2 separate regions of the Dromaius novaehollandiae genome follow, and region 2 is linked to region 1. A link is a contact called in public Hi-C data. All regions are on one chromosome and are shown on one strand. The core of a region is the stretch at or near the end of the contact, and the rest is flanking DNA. Distances in the headings are between cores, read along the strand shown. Region 1 has its middle 16 kb from the start of PTPN5. Region 2 overlaps PTPRJ (protein tyrosine phosphatase receptor type J).

What was found. Hi-C and Micro-C count contacts between places; a contact is called where the count stands out from the background.
Region 2: a contact with region 1 is called in a Hi-C map of brain, with 4 times the contacts expected there. The contact joins two enhancer-like sites. A contact is called at or near these places in 2 of 4 Hi-C or Micro-C datasets (brain and liver).

Annotation. Positions count from the first base shown.
Region 1 is chr5:65,578,030-65,584,830 of bDroNov1.hap1, reverse strand. No RefSeq gene overlaps it. Among named protein-coding and RNA genes, the nearest start is that of PTPN5, 16 kb to the right of the region's middle. Within about 2 kb of position 2,045, at least 1 of the 2 cell types and tissues checked has open chromatin away from gene starts, as enhancers often do.
Region 2 is chr5:65,657,736-65,664,404 of bDroNov1.hap1, reverse strand. PTPRJ (protein tyrosine phosphatase receptor type J) reads right to left here. Exons shown (of 23, transcript XM_064513121.1): 2 at 2,683-2,701; 3 at 1,141-1,272. Among named protein-coding and RNA genes, the nearest start is that of PTPRJ, 46 kb to the right of the region's middle. Within about 2 kb of position 5,229, at least 1 of the 2 cell types and tissues checked has open chromatin away from gene starts, as enhancers often do.

The DNA of each region.
Region 1 (6,801 bases), core at 796-3,295:
TGCTTGCTTTCTCTTCGTCTAGTGGTACACTTCGTAAAGCACAAATAACAGCCTGCTATTCCAGTAGAACTAAGCTTAAGCTGCGTTTTCCTGGAAAAATATATTACCAAGCAGTAACAAACACAGCTGTCTGGTTTTTGTTTTGGGTCAGGTGGTAGAAGATCTGAAATTAATTCAATCTCCAAGATTCAAATCCTGAATGAATGGCAATAAATACAAAAACCTACCACTTGGAATTATAGTATATGTTCAATTTTCACTGCCTCTCTCTTAGGGCCAAATTCTACTTCCTATTACACCAACATAAGTTCAAAGCAATTGCACTGATCTCAGTGGAGGCTCTCTGAAATACACCATTGTATATCAAATTAGGGTATGGCCCGCCATCCAAAGGTTAAAGGCATGGTGTGAAAGATACCAATTACTTATTAACAGTGGGATGCCTGCAGCCTCGTTAGCAGTTGAGCTAATCTATATTTTCAGCATTTTGAGGATTGTTCACTAACGAAAGTTTTGAATATATTTTAAGCTGTGACTTTAAAAAATGGAAATCCTGAAGAAAACATACATAATTTTTAGTAATTTTCCTCATCAGTCTGAGAAACTTGCTCAAAAGCCAAGAAAAAAGCCGTATCCTGCTCTGTACCCCCCCAGATGCGCTATACTGCAGGCTAGCCAACTGTGTGATCTCATGGACAAACCCCTGCCCTGAGGATCCCAGCAGCCAGGCCCTACTGCCCATCCTGCCAAGACCTGCCCCTCTCTTGACCTTTCTGATCCCTCCATCCTAGTCCCTGTGTCTTATTTAAATGTCAAGCTGGGAAGGTACCCCTGCTTGGGGCCAGACAGAAAATCCTGCTGAAGTCTCGGGTAGGGATCGAATGAAGCCTGTGTCGAAATGGTTTCCTGGGACTAATGAGTGTACGTTTTCTGAGCACAGTCTGTCTGGCCAGGGCTTGCCTCCAAGAGTGGTGGCCAAGTTCTAGCTATGCTGGCAAAGCCCCGTGCAGATACGTGTTACAAGATAACTAAAGGAGTTTCTCTGAAAGGATTGTTGCATTGGGGTGCCTCCCCGCAACTCCAGGGCTCCAGCTAGCAAGTACTCTAGCCAAATACTGTATTACAAACCTGACCTCACTCTATCTACTTCTTCCCATGAACATAACAGAGATCAATTAAAGCTTTCCGCACTGATGTAACAGAGGTCAGTTTTGCTCAGAGCAGTGAGCAGCAGTCTTATTACAGGAGGCAGCAGCACCCCACCACCACCAAGTGAAGCATGGGACTCAAAATCTCTGGGGTGCTGCTGCAGCACATCCAAGCAGAACTGGTAATTAGGGAGGCTGGGTTTATGCTCCAAAAATCTCACCTCATCAAGCAATCAGGAAATCCATCTCCTTGTTCTCCTTTCCCCTCCCACTTTGCCCTATCTTCACACACTTAGCTTCCTATTCACTATCTGAAGTTAGCACCTAAGTCATCCTCTGCAAGGCAAGGATTTGGGAGGGTCATTTTCTCCCTTCTCTCTCCTGATTTTTTTTTATTTTTTTGTTTTTTTCGATTTTTTTGTTTTTTTCCCTTTGGAACTGCTCCTGCCACTTTGCAGACAAATTCCCAGCTCCAGCAGAGAACAGTGCATGCCTGCTGTGGGTGTTATGTGAACGGAAATTATGTGGTTTGGATTTTTACGTGAGAATTCCAGGAGAAGGCAAAATGTTGCAAATAACCTCCATAAATCATTTTAAACAAAGCTCAGGAAATGCCCTAATGATTTAGCTGGCAAAATCCAAAAAGACATTCACACTGTTCTCTGACTCCTGGTAAGTAAGTATGTTTGCTTAAGATGTAATTGAAAAAATACTGCATTACTATTTACATTTTCCATTTTGTATCTCCTGTCCAGGCACAGCTCATTGCTGGCAGCTCTTAACTTGTACGACGCACTATTTCATCATCCAAACAGCAATTCCTCTGAGGTTACGAAATAGATGGCTGGAGGGAGATAGGTACCAACCAGAGAATGGTGGGGGAGTGAAAGACTGGCGACATCTACAGAGCTGCCGAGTTACTGCAGCTTCCCTTGACCTTCACCTTCCTCAGTGATGCAGGCTGACGAGAAATGACAGCCCTTTACCCAATACTGGACACCACAGTTAGGACATCAGCCTCGTTATTTGTTGTCCAGTACTGCCTCACACACTTATTTATGTCACTGCAAAATACTGCCTAACCACAACGCTAGTTATTAAGCAATGCTCTGTGCTGCCAGATAGCTGGACAGTGAAGAACCAGGTTTGTTCATTCCAAACCAATGATAAGTATTGGCTGGGAAGGAGATATACTCTCTATTGTAAAATACCAATTCCAGTAAACGAGTTTAAGAAAACACAGTTAATATCAAGCACTATATTTACCAACCAGACAAGTAGTTTCAGGATGGCAGCATGGGATACAGTTTGTCTTGTTGCCATCAACCTTTGACATCCAGAGTCATGCTGGAATGAGCCGTGGAAAGAAAAAGAACAAAATCTGGAGCACAGTAGTAAAGTTTGGGAACTAATGATTATGCCCCTTACCGATGTCCCACCAGCCTTAAGGACAGAACAGTAGATGAGCTGTTTCGAGTAGATACACAGCTATAAAAATGTATCTCTTGCCTCACCGGTTTTATATGAAGAAAACACTTGTCTACAGTCAAATCTGTTTACTTGCTTGTCTCTCAGGCAAGTTTTACAGCTTTCAATAAAAACTTTCCTGTCTTCACAAACAGATAAATCTTACCTTTTTAGTATATAAAACCAATACTAGGAAATCTCATATTAACTCCAAGGTGTTAGAAATCACTTACTTGCCTACTTACTAGTATTTTTACTTTTCTTCTTATTGCTTGGCTGTTTCGGGAGGGCTGGGGTCCAAGTGTGCATGTTTAGTGAGAAATGGCCTCGGTCTGATACTCTGATACAAGACAAAGTCAGAGAAGAAATATTATCATCCTTCTTTTACTAGTAGGAACCGAGGCACACAGTAATTTGCTCATACACTCCAAAAGTCTGTGTCAGAGCTGGAATTTTAATTTAGGTCTCTTGAGTCTCAGCACTGCCATTCCTAATGTCTCAGTGAAAGCAGACTTGAATTTCTGTCATACTTCTGCAAGCAACGAGCCTCTGACAGGCCTCCTTCAGCCTCCACACATGACTGCTGTGCCTCAGAGAGTTGCTCTGAGTGACAGGAGGCACTTTCTTCCCCTGCTGGCAAGAGGCACACAAGATAAGTGTGTTTATTGTTTTCTCAACCTGCGTTTTGCAAGGTTAGTTAGGCAGACTTAGAAGTACACGTGTGACTCTGCTGCACCAGTCCTTAGAGTCATGGTCCCTGCTGCTCAATATCTGCTATGTTCTTTTGATCCATGGCTTTGAAGAGAGATCTGTCAGAGAAGAAGGGGGGAACTGCCACAGATGTCTTTTCTATAAGTATTTATTTATGCTTATAAAACCGTATGGGAAAGGTGCCCATCCTATGCCTGAGGCACTCTTGATGATTATTTAAAAGCACAGCTTAACAGAAGGACAAAACCAGCAAAAGCACACAGCAGCAACCTTTGCTTAGACTCTACAGTGGAAGTGAGAAAGAGTAATACGAGAGAGGAAGAATACACAGGCCCCCGGGGGGGACGACGACCCAAAACACTAAGAAACAGCCATGTTCCCAAAAGCTCTAGAAATTGCCAAATCCTAATTTGGGGCTGAACAACAACATATCAGGGAGTTCTGTACAAAAATGGAGTAAAAATAACCAGATCAAGCTGTATGATCACCAGAGAGCAGGTCCCTGGATGTGGCTTACCTATGCAAATAAAAAAATTAACAAAAAATTTTCTTGACCACCAAAGAGATTTTAGAAAATCTGGACCCCAAAAGCTCTAGTAATTTGCGCATTACTGGTCTCCAGTGTTAATGGCTCTGTATATTAACCCACCTCTGGCTCCTGTCACTTGCTCATGCTCCCAGTGGTGACAGGGATAAAATGTAGGAAGTTCCCAGTCTCTGTCCTGATCCAGTACAACATTCAAACACAGGATGCAACCATGTGCTTTAACACTACTTTAAAATAAAAAGTGACAGGTGTCCTTCCCCCTTCCCTATCCTTCTGAGGCTTTTCTAATCACTCAGTGCTGTGCACTGGAGCTTGCCGTTTCCTCCAAGGAAGTTACAGCTGCCTTGGGAGAGGATTCCTGAAGTATCCTAAGTGGCTTTCAGAGGAAGCTATGATATTTAGATCCAGGAAGAACAAACTAGGAGGTTTAGAACAGCCTACTAGCTGAGTAGCTGAGCACCAAGTGCACGCATAGCTCAGAGTGCCTCAGGAGGCAGAATTACAGCCCTCCTTGGATAGGAGGCATGAATTAAGAATCCATTTTCAATACATCCCAGTGAAATCCCAGCCACTCTAGTTTCAGTGCTTTTGCTTCCTGCTAAAGGAAAGCTAAACCCTGTACTGCAAGAAAATACACTGGTATTTTCTTCATGAAACATGTCCTGGTTCACGTTCTTCTCAGTCTCCTAGGAGGCCCAGATTAGCTGCTGTAGGCTCTGGGTACTCTAAGGAAACCTTATGAAATGTCTCTGTGCTTGGCATGATAGATTTACTGGGACAGAATAAAGTCTCACTGAATTTACTCTAACTAGAACCTATATAAACACCTCCTAGCTGATTATCAACTCCATCTTGGGAGGATGGGGACAGTTGTCTGTACCAGGGCCTGTGACAGAACTTCAGACTTCAGGGGTTTTATGTTAACCATTCTCTCTCTCTGGAGGCATAACCATTTCACCTCATCCATGGTCTCTGGACTCACAGAAGCACCATCGTTTCACACTTTGTGTCCTTATATTTGTTCTGCCACATGGTCTGTAGGTGTCCACTTTGACATCGCTAGCGTTTACGTGAATATGGGGGATGAAGGGATTGCTCCAGCTTTCGGATGTCACGAGCACTTGCCTGTGCTCCTTCTCACCAATAAACTTCAGGCTGTTGAGCCAAACTGTAATATTTTGTTCCAAGGCAGTTCATTGTTCATTTGCACGAGCTTCCACTGCTGCAGTGCGTTATGTGAACTGCAGTACAGCTGCCTTGTGCTCCGTTTTTCCTCCTTCCTGTTTGAGATCTCCCAGCGAGGCTGAATGGACATAAGGCAGGGCAACTAACACAGTACTCTCTGAGACTTACGTGACCCTGGGAAATTCTGAGAAACCCAGTGGCATAACATCCCAAACGATGACTTCCACAAACAACTCAGGCAACACAGGGACAACTCAAACTGAACTCAAATCAAAATACTTTTTTTGTTGTTCAGGAAACAAAACACAACCTATTTACTTTGGGACTACAGAAATATCTCAGGTCTTATTCCCTAACCACCACTTATTGGAACTTTTCATCCCACACAAAGAAAAACATTTTCACGTTTGGCCCAATTCCTGATAAAAACAAATTTTCAAATATCAGAATTTTATGTGGGACAGAATGCTTATTTTCACTTGCTCTTTTACCGCATCTGAGAGAGTAAGAAAGAGTTCTAGGCATAAATGTCAACCTCCAGATTATTTCTACTTACAGATGGAAAGATGGAGGCATAAAGAGACTGACCTCTGACTGGCCCAGAACATACAGCAGTAAATCACCCAAACTGCTCTTAGGAGGTAGGAATTCTGACTCTTTGTCCACTGCTGTAATGATTAGACGATGATGCCACTCATGACAGAAACCATATAATAGGAGAAAGTGGGTGTTAGAACACCTGTAACTGGCGGCAACTAAGCTAATCATAGTCTGTGTAATCAGAATATTAAAAAAAAATACTTTCTCCAACCCACACAGGAAAACTGTACTGCTCCATACTCCTACGATGCATTGTACTATATTTCTTCTTGTTAATACTGTATCAGCAGTTTGTATAACACTCTCACTAACACATTCTTAAGTTAGAAGTAGGAAGTGAGTGATAACGCAAGCAAGAGCATCTCATGTTATTTCTGTGTGTGCATGCAATATATTAGTGATATGTGTCACTACTCTGAATCACAAGAGAGACAGTAGATTACTTCATTCCTGAGTTGCATTAAATTGAAATTGAAGTTCGCCCTTTTGTTGCTTTCCTGCTCCCAGGGACATTACGTCAATAAACGCAAACAGGACTTGCATGTTGTAAAAGAGTTAATGCCCACAGAATTGACATTTAAATCAATGGATTAAAATGCTGCATATTTAACAAGCAAAATGGATCTCAGATTTTACTTTGAAAAAGAGATCTATTCCTGCCTCAGTACTGCCTTAGGAGAGTCTCTCAATGTCACATTGCAGTGAAAACCGGGGAGCTTTCAGCTTTGAGAAAATAATCAAAAACTTATCTTTAACTCTTTCGTTTTCCAGTTGTTGAACTGTCCCAATAGCTATTTGAATCCAGCCAGCTCTGGCCAGTCACAGAAAGAACACAGAAAGAGAATCAAATTCAAAGCCTTTTAAGACTTAGTTTGCTCTAGGTATAAATGGACAGAACTTGCATCAGTTTCAAAGAGAACTGCTCTGGCTTATGCCATGAATGAGTTTGACCCTTAGAGCACATTTGGTTTATATACTAAGTCGGTTTATATACTAAGTCAAATATATACAGGTATGAGCTCAGAGTAGCACCTCTGAAGTTAAGACCTGGGGGCCAAAGGGTAAGGAGGATATAAGGCAGGTTTTGTCCATGGCTATCTCTCCTTAATAAATTATAAAGTTCAAAGTAAAGTAAGCTTTAAA
Region 2 (6,669 bases), core at 3,980-6,479, 76 kb before region 1:
CTCATGGAGGCAGAGAGCGCCTGTGCTGCACCGCACTATATAGTCCACCAAAAACACCTGTGTGACAAATGGGTGTCCTGGCTTGTGGACACTCCCTCTCCTTCAGTCTTAATATCAGCTGCTAATGCAAATACTATGAACTTGTACAATGTCCCAGGGTTTAACTCAGTAATTTCAGCACTATTGACATGGGATGTCCGGTTCTGAAGGGAGGTACCAGTGCTTTCAATCTCTATCCTGTATGTGTAGGAGTTCGAAGCAGTGACATTTGTTTTCCACGCTAAGCGGACTTTCTCAGAACTGACATATTCTGATATGGGATTGAGAACTAAGCTGGACTCCGTGAAAGGTAAAGACAAGAATCTGTCAAGGTGCAAGCGTATTTTCTAACAAACAGATGAAAACAACTGCAAAAGACCCCCACCTACCCAAAAATAAGTATCTCTATATTCTTAGGACAATTATTACTTTAATGAAGCCACACTTATACATTGCACAATGCATGCTTTGATAGCTGCAGGGTCTACCGCTCTGTCTCTCGCTCCCCTTTCAGTTCAGCTCAAGGATTTAAAGGGTCTGGGTGCAGCAGTGATGATCGCCATGCCCTGCAGATATCAGCTCACTTTACTTCACACACGGCGTTGAGAAAGACTTTGCATACAACCTGCTGTTATTTTTTTCCTAAGCTGACTATCCCCAGGGGAATAATCTTTTCCCTGCAAGGTTCCTACACCCCTCTCCTCTAGATACATGATACAGCACTACCTATACTGAACAAGTTACTTCTGCTGTGATCTGTCACGTATGAATTTCAAATTTCTAGGTCACACTAGGTTTGAACTGTCACCAGTGTGGCCTAGGAAGGCCATAAAAAGCAGGGAAGAGAAGGGAACACAAACCTTTAGAAAAGTCAAACGGTGATAAAAATCATTTCTACAATCACAGCTTTAAACTACACTCCCAGTGAGCTGTGCAGATACATTTCTCCAGCTGATTCTCTACTCCAGCACAGCAACTGGATCCACTCCCTGCTATGCTGTTTACACTCTAGACTACAGTTTGGACCTAAAATGCTAACACACTACATAGGCACAAAACACCCTGAAGATTCACCTCCCAGCCAAATTCCAAATCACATACTTGTTATATTGTTCTGAGCACTTATTGTCCCGTTGGATGGTGACACATCTCTCTTTGATCTTCCGCCTCTGTAGGTTTTGTTCCCACTTCTAGAGTTTACTGATAAATCATCATAGCTACAATCCTGAATGCCTGAAAGAGAAGAAAAGATACAAAGCTATAAATACCTTTACAGAACTCCTGGGTTTCCCATATGCAAAAGTATCATCATTCATAGATCTCATGCATAGAACTGCAGGCACTTCTGTTTTGCCAATTCATTTTTCTACAGAGATTTCACTGTACATTTCCTGGTTTTATTGCTTTTAACTGCTGTCAGACCATTTGATTTACATTAAGAGATTGCCAGGTTATTTAGGTCATTCACTGACTCTACTCATATTCTGGGTGAAGGCTATCACGAGATGCTCTTTATTTCAGTGCAGTTTCGTTTGAAAAGAATTGAATGAAGTTTCAGTCATATTTTGTGCGCACATTTTTTTCATGTACTACCAGAAGCTAGCTGCTCCACTCATCCTGGCAGAGCACTTTTGTCTGCTGCCCTCAGTATATGAGCACAAAAGTTCTCATATTCACACAGTGTATTCCCCGCAAGTAAGGAAGAGGCACAGTATGCCTACAACAAACAACTTTATGTTGACAGAGCGCAGCCTAAAGCATGGAGAGAGTTGACTCAGCTGTTTCCTTAACACTACACACAAAAATTACTATCTTAGTTGAAACTGATGTTGTTACACAAGCAACCTCCATAGCCAGCTTAAGAAAGGTGACTAGAAACATTAGGGTTCCCGGTCCTGGGAGCTGGAGGTGCAGTGAAACATTCTTTCCTTAGTTTATTCAAAATGGATACACACAAAGATCATGAAAGTGAAAACAAAAAATGCTATGGGCCAGATTCACTCCAATCCAAAGGTCCTTTAGGACCAATTCTCACTTTACTTTTAAAGCAGCATAAAATGAGATTTTGGCCCTCTCATTTTAGTTTGGCCCTAAAATTTAAAGGCTAACTCATCTAAATTTGATGTTCAGTATTTATGTAGGACTAACCTGCAACAAGTCTTGGAAATTTTTGCTATATGAAAAGTTATTACCCATGGATCTTTGTTATCTTAGTTGTTACCTATGGATCTTTGGCCAGTATAACAGTTCCTATACTCACTTCAAAATATCCTTAATGCATCATGTTGGGTGTTTTCAGGGTTTTGGGGTGGGTGATGGAGGGAAAGGGGTCATTTGCTTTGTTTTGCTTGAAGTATATTCTCCAATCTTTCAACTACATTAAATCTATACTTGATTTTACCAAAATCTTTAAAAACCTGAAAAACTAAGGGATTAAAGCACATGTTAAAAAAATTTAAGGATCTACTTAACTGTTTGACTGTTATGGCGTTACAATAAATGAGTTTATATTTTCTAATGCTATTTCTAAAAATTATTTTTAGGAAGTTTTTTTTAAAATACTTAGCTGACACTGACCTTTCTTAAAAGGAGAAGAAAAAAGTTATATACAAAAAAAAAAATGAATAACAGAACGATACTTACAGGCAACTGTACATGTGACCTGTAAAATAAAAAAATAAAGAATAGAAATTAGAACTTTACAACTATTAGAATTTCAATTAAAAAAGAGACTGGTTTAATTAACCAGTACTAACAGAAAGAATCAATTCAAAAATCCATTGTTGCTCTCAAAACTCAACTTGCAGAAGAGACACCTACAAATCTACTGACATAAAAATAACAGTAAAATAACATTGATTTTTCTCCCAAGCAGATCAAATGTGCTGATAAACTTTCAGGAGTTTACACACATTTTCCTTTTAAATCAAACAGAGTTTAATATTTTGCCACAAACAGGCTTGCATAACATCTACTGGTTATTGTGCACATAAAAATTGAAAAACAAAACTTACGAGACCTTAGGCAAGCCCCACTTTAGATAGCATCTTTGACGACATCCAACAAGAAGAGGTCAATCAGAACTAAAAGGTCTTTTTTATTTATCAGATTTTCCTTTCATCTCACTGACGTACAGAGTTCATTATTACTTCTCACGAAAGAGTGTTTCACAATTTCTCAAACCGAAACTCAGTGAGATCAGAGTCCAAAATACTCCTTAAAGGTATCAGCAATTCCCATTAACTGCAACCTGAAACTCTTCTGCTAGCAATACTGACAGGCGTACACGAGAATTTTGGCTTTAAAAATGCTTTTTAGTCTTTCAGCTAAATGCTTCTACTTCGGGATAAGCCATTTCGCTTCCTGTTAGTGCACACACCAGCCGGCCTTTAAATTGTTTTCTTTGTCTCCCTCCAGGTGACAGCAGAAAATCCTCCTACAGGAGGGAGATGACAGCCCCAGGCTGAGGTCTGCAGGCGCTGGAGAAGAAAACAGTGATTTCCTGGGCCTCGTGTAGCCCCCTGCCGCCAGCAGGCACCCGCTGTTGTCACCTATCAAGCAGGAGGTTACTTGGGCAATGACAGAGGGATTAAAGCTGCTCCAGGTGGCCCAGCTTTGGGCAGGGGTTAGACCAGCTCATCTCCAAGGCCCCTTGCAGCCCCAACCGCTCCGCGGATCTCCGATTCCAGGAGCCGGCACAAAACACGAGGGCGTATCGTGACAACCCAACGCAAAGCCCGAAACCGAATCTCTCATCCCACAGCAAGGCTGACCGGTGCAGCACCGCTGCTGCTGGTCCCACAGCCAGCTCCATCAGCGGATGCTCCCTGTATCAGGGCCACGCTCAAAGTAGCTGGGGGATATCATTATTAAAAAGTAGCCGGAGGTTGTAGCTATTAAATCTCTTTCCTGCATGCTAGAAGAGATCACAAGACGCACTCTCTCTAGAAGCAAGGCAGGCCGGCTGGCCAGAAGCAACCCAGCAGGAGGAAGCACTTCAGCTCTGCGCCGGGGAGAAACTCCGCAGAAGCAGGCCTGGCGTGGAGAGGCCCCCTTCCAACCTGCGGCAGTTTTGGTGGCAGAGCAAAAAGAGGTTGGCCACACTTGCCAGGCAAAAGAGCGCTTGTAAGAAGCGAGGAACCAACACCCAATCTTCTCTGGTGCAGGCCTACCCATAGTTCAGGACACATAAAGAAACACTTGGGACACAGAGATGTCCTATGCCCAACTGTGAAGCTCCTCCTCAACCCTTCTGAGCGTTTGGGAGCCCAGTCAGATCGTGAGGTTAGCAGAAAGTGAGGAAATGGCTTCTTTTGCATTCAGGCCAACAGCTCTTGCATTCTTTCCCAAGCAAGTTGGTCAAAGGAAGAAGAGACTACAAAGGGAAAAGCGGCTCCTCCTTAAGGCAGGAAACTTCCGAGCACCATCCAGAGTAACAAGGCTGCGTTACCGGGAAACAGCTGCTGGGTGATGAGCAAGAGGTGAGAGATCCTGAAATGCAGGGCAATCTAACCGCAAAGCCAGGAAGATGCTATGTTTGATAAGAAAGGGAAACAGCAATAAGTAAACAGAAATCATTTTAAAAGCCCCGCCACAGAATTGAGTATGTCACAGTGTTTTCTGCAGCCCTACAGGCAAAACAGCAAAAGCCTGACATCACTTACAACCTGTCCTTAAAGTTACTTTCTCTTTTGTAAGAACGCATGAAGATGCCAATGTCCTCAAATCCTAAGTTTCTTATGTCCTTCTCCCCAAACTCAGAGCCTAGGAACACAGTGTCCTTCTTGAGCATCACACAACAGACATCGCGCAATGGAGAAAAAGGTATGTCACTACACAGCCCCTGCACCCCGCTCTCCACCTCTCCATTTCTTACCTGCCAGCTCAAACAAGAAGCACATCCATTCCTGTTTTATCCCTAGCTGCAACCGTCAGATCTAACGACGAATCACTACAAAGGTGCAAGGAGCTCTCTCGTACAGTCACGCTCGGGTACTGTTAACGACGCTCAAAGAACAAAAGGGAAGTTACGCTAAATTTCTTGTGATCAGTGTTTCCCTGTCATTTTACTTGCTTTTGTTCATCACGCGCTTCCGCTCTCTCAGAAAACCCCTCCAACTTTCCAGAAACCCACGTGCAAAGCGAATGCAACAAAGCACGCCCCCTCGGCAGCAGGCAGCCGCCTCCTGAAACCGCAAACCGCTCCAAACCAACCACCCCGTTCCCAAACGCCAGCTTGCCTGACTCGCTCTGCTGTGTTTTTCAACACAAGCCATGAATTGAACTGTTCCCTGGCTTTGTTTTATTACTTAATGAGATGGTATTTACACAAAACATTTGCTTACTATTTCAGGGGATGATCATGCTGAATGCCTGACTTTCCTTGTGTTCGCATCTAATACATTAGAAGCCCTGCCATTTCCGCTGTTCAATTACATTAAACCACATTATTCATGTATGAAGTTTAGGGGTTTTTTTCCAACCAAATAACTGCATCCTGGGACAAAAAAAAAAAAAAAAAAAAAGCCCTCCCCCTCGAAAAAGTAGGAAATACTCAAGAGATCAGAAAAAGAAAAGAGAGCAAAATGAGAAACACTGATGGTTTTAGCTGAACCGAGGAGGCGAGGAGGGATGCGCATATGCAAGTGCATCACTGTCATCAGCAGTGGCAAATGAGTCTTTTCATGTGTCACGCAGCCACTCTGTGCGCCTGATCAAAGGGTGCCTGTTCCCCAAGAGCCGAATAATTAATCCACACTCACGTCTGCTCCTGCGCCTCTTACGCGTGCAGTGTAGCTACCAGGAGCGGGTAGTGCATAATCAATGCAGGATTAGGCGCCAGCCTCCTCAGGTATACAGTGGGTCACATAATTAAGTATTCTTATTAGTCATATAAGTAACCTTACTGATGGAGAGAGTAAGATGTGTGCAGGAAAATATTTTCAAAAATAGTAAGTGGCTGAAAAGTCCGAGTCCCTCTGACACTCAGCAGGACTCAAGGGCTTTCCAAAGCAGGACTGGAAAGGTGCCTGCTATACACGCAAGCAAGAGGAGCCATGAGTGCTGGCCGGTGGCTGGGGGACAGCAGTGCCTCCCTTCTGGCATCACCTGGACTTTAGGCCAGCTTGGCTCCGGTGGCAAACTGCATCCTCTGGCAAAAATACGGTTCCTGCACAGCGGAAAAACCTTGTCTGCCACAGCCCACCTGCCCCAGGGTGCTCGTTTCCAAAACAAACAAAGCAGTTTGGTTAATGTAAATTCAAGGTTAGGAAGCTGGCTCAACAGTTAAAGCGAACCATCCAAAAAACCCCTTAGCCACAAATCCTTCCTGCAAAGAAAGCTTGAGGCTGCTGCTTATTATTTGTTGTGTGCTCACCAGTGCGTGCCTTGTGACCCAGACATATAAAGCCAGGAAATTAATCAGAGCCCTCTCGAAGCTAACGATCTTTCACAGTTGCATACCTTTATCTTCTTCTGCACCCACCCACCCTCTCAGCTTTGGAGCACAAATGCGACAGAGTTATCACGGTGGTCTCCAAATTCCTCCTTGAGACCCCTTCACTAAAGCGATAGCAATTAAGCCACTGGCTAATTGAGACTGGGAACAGGGAACCTCCTTTCCCCTTTCCC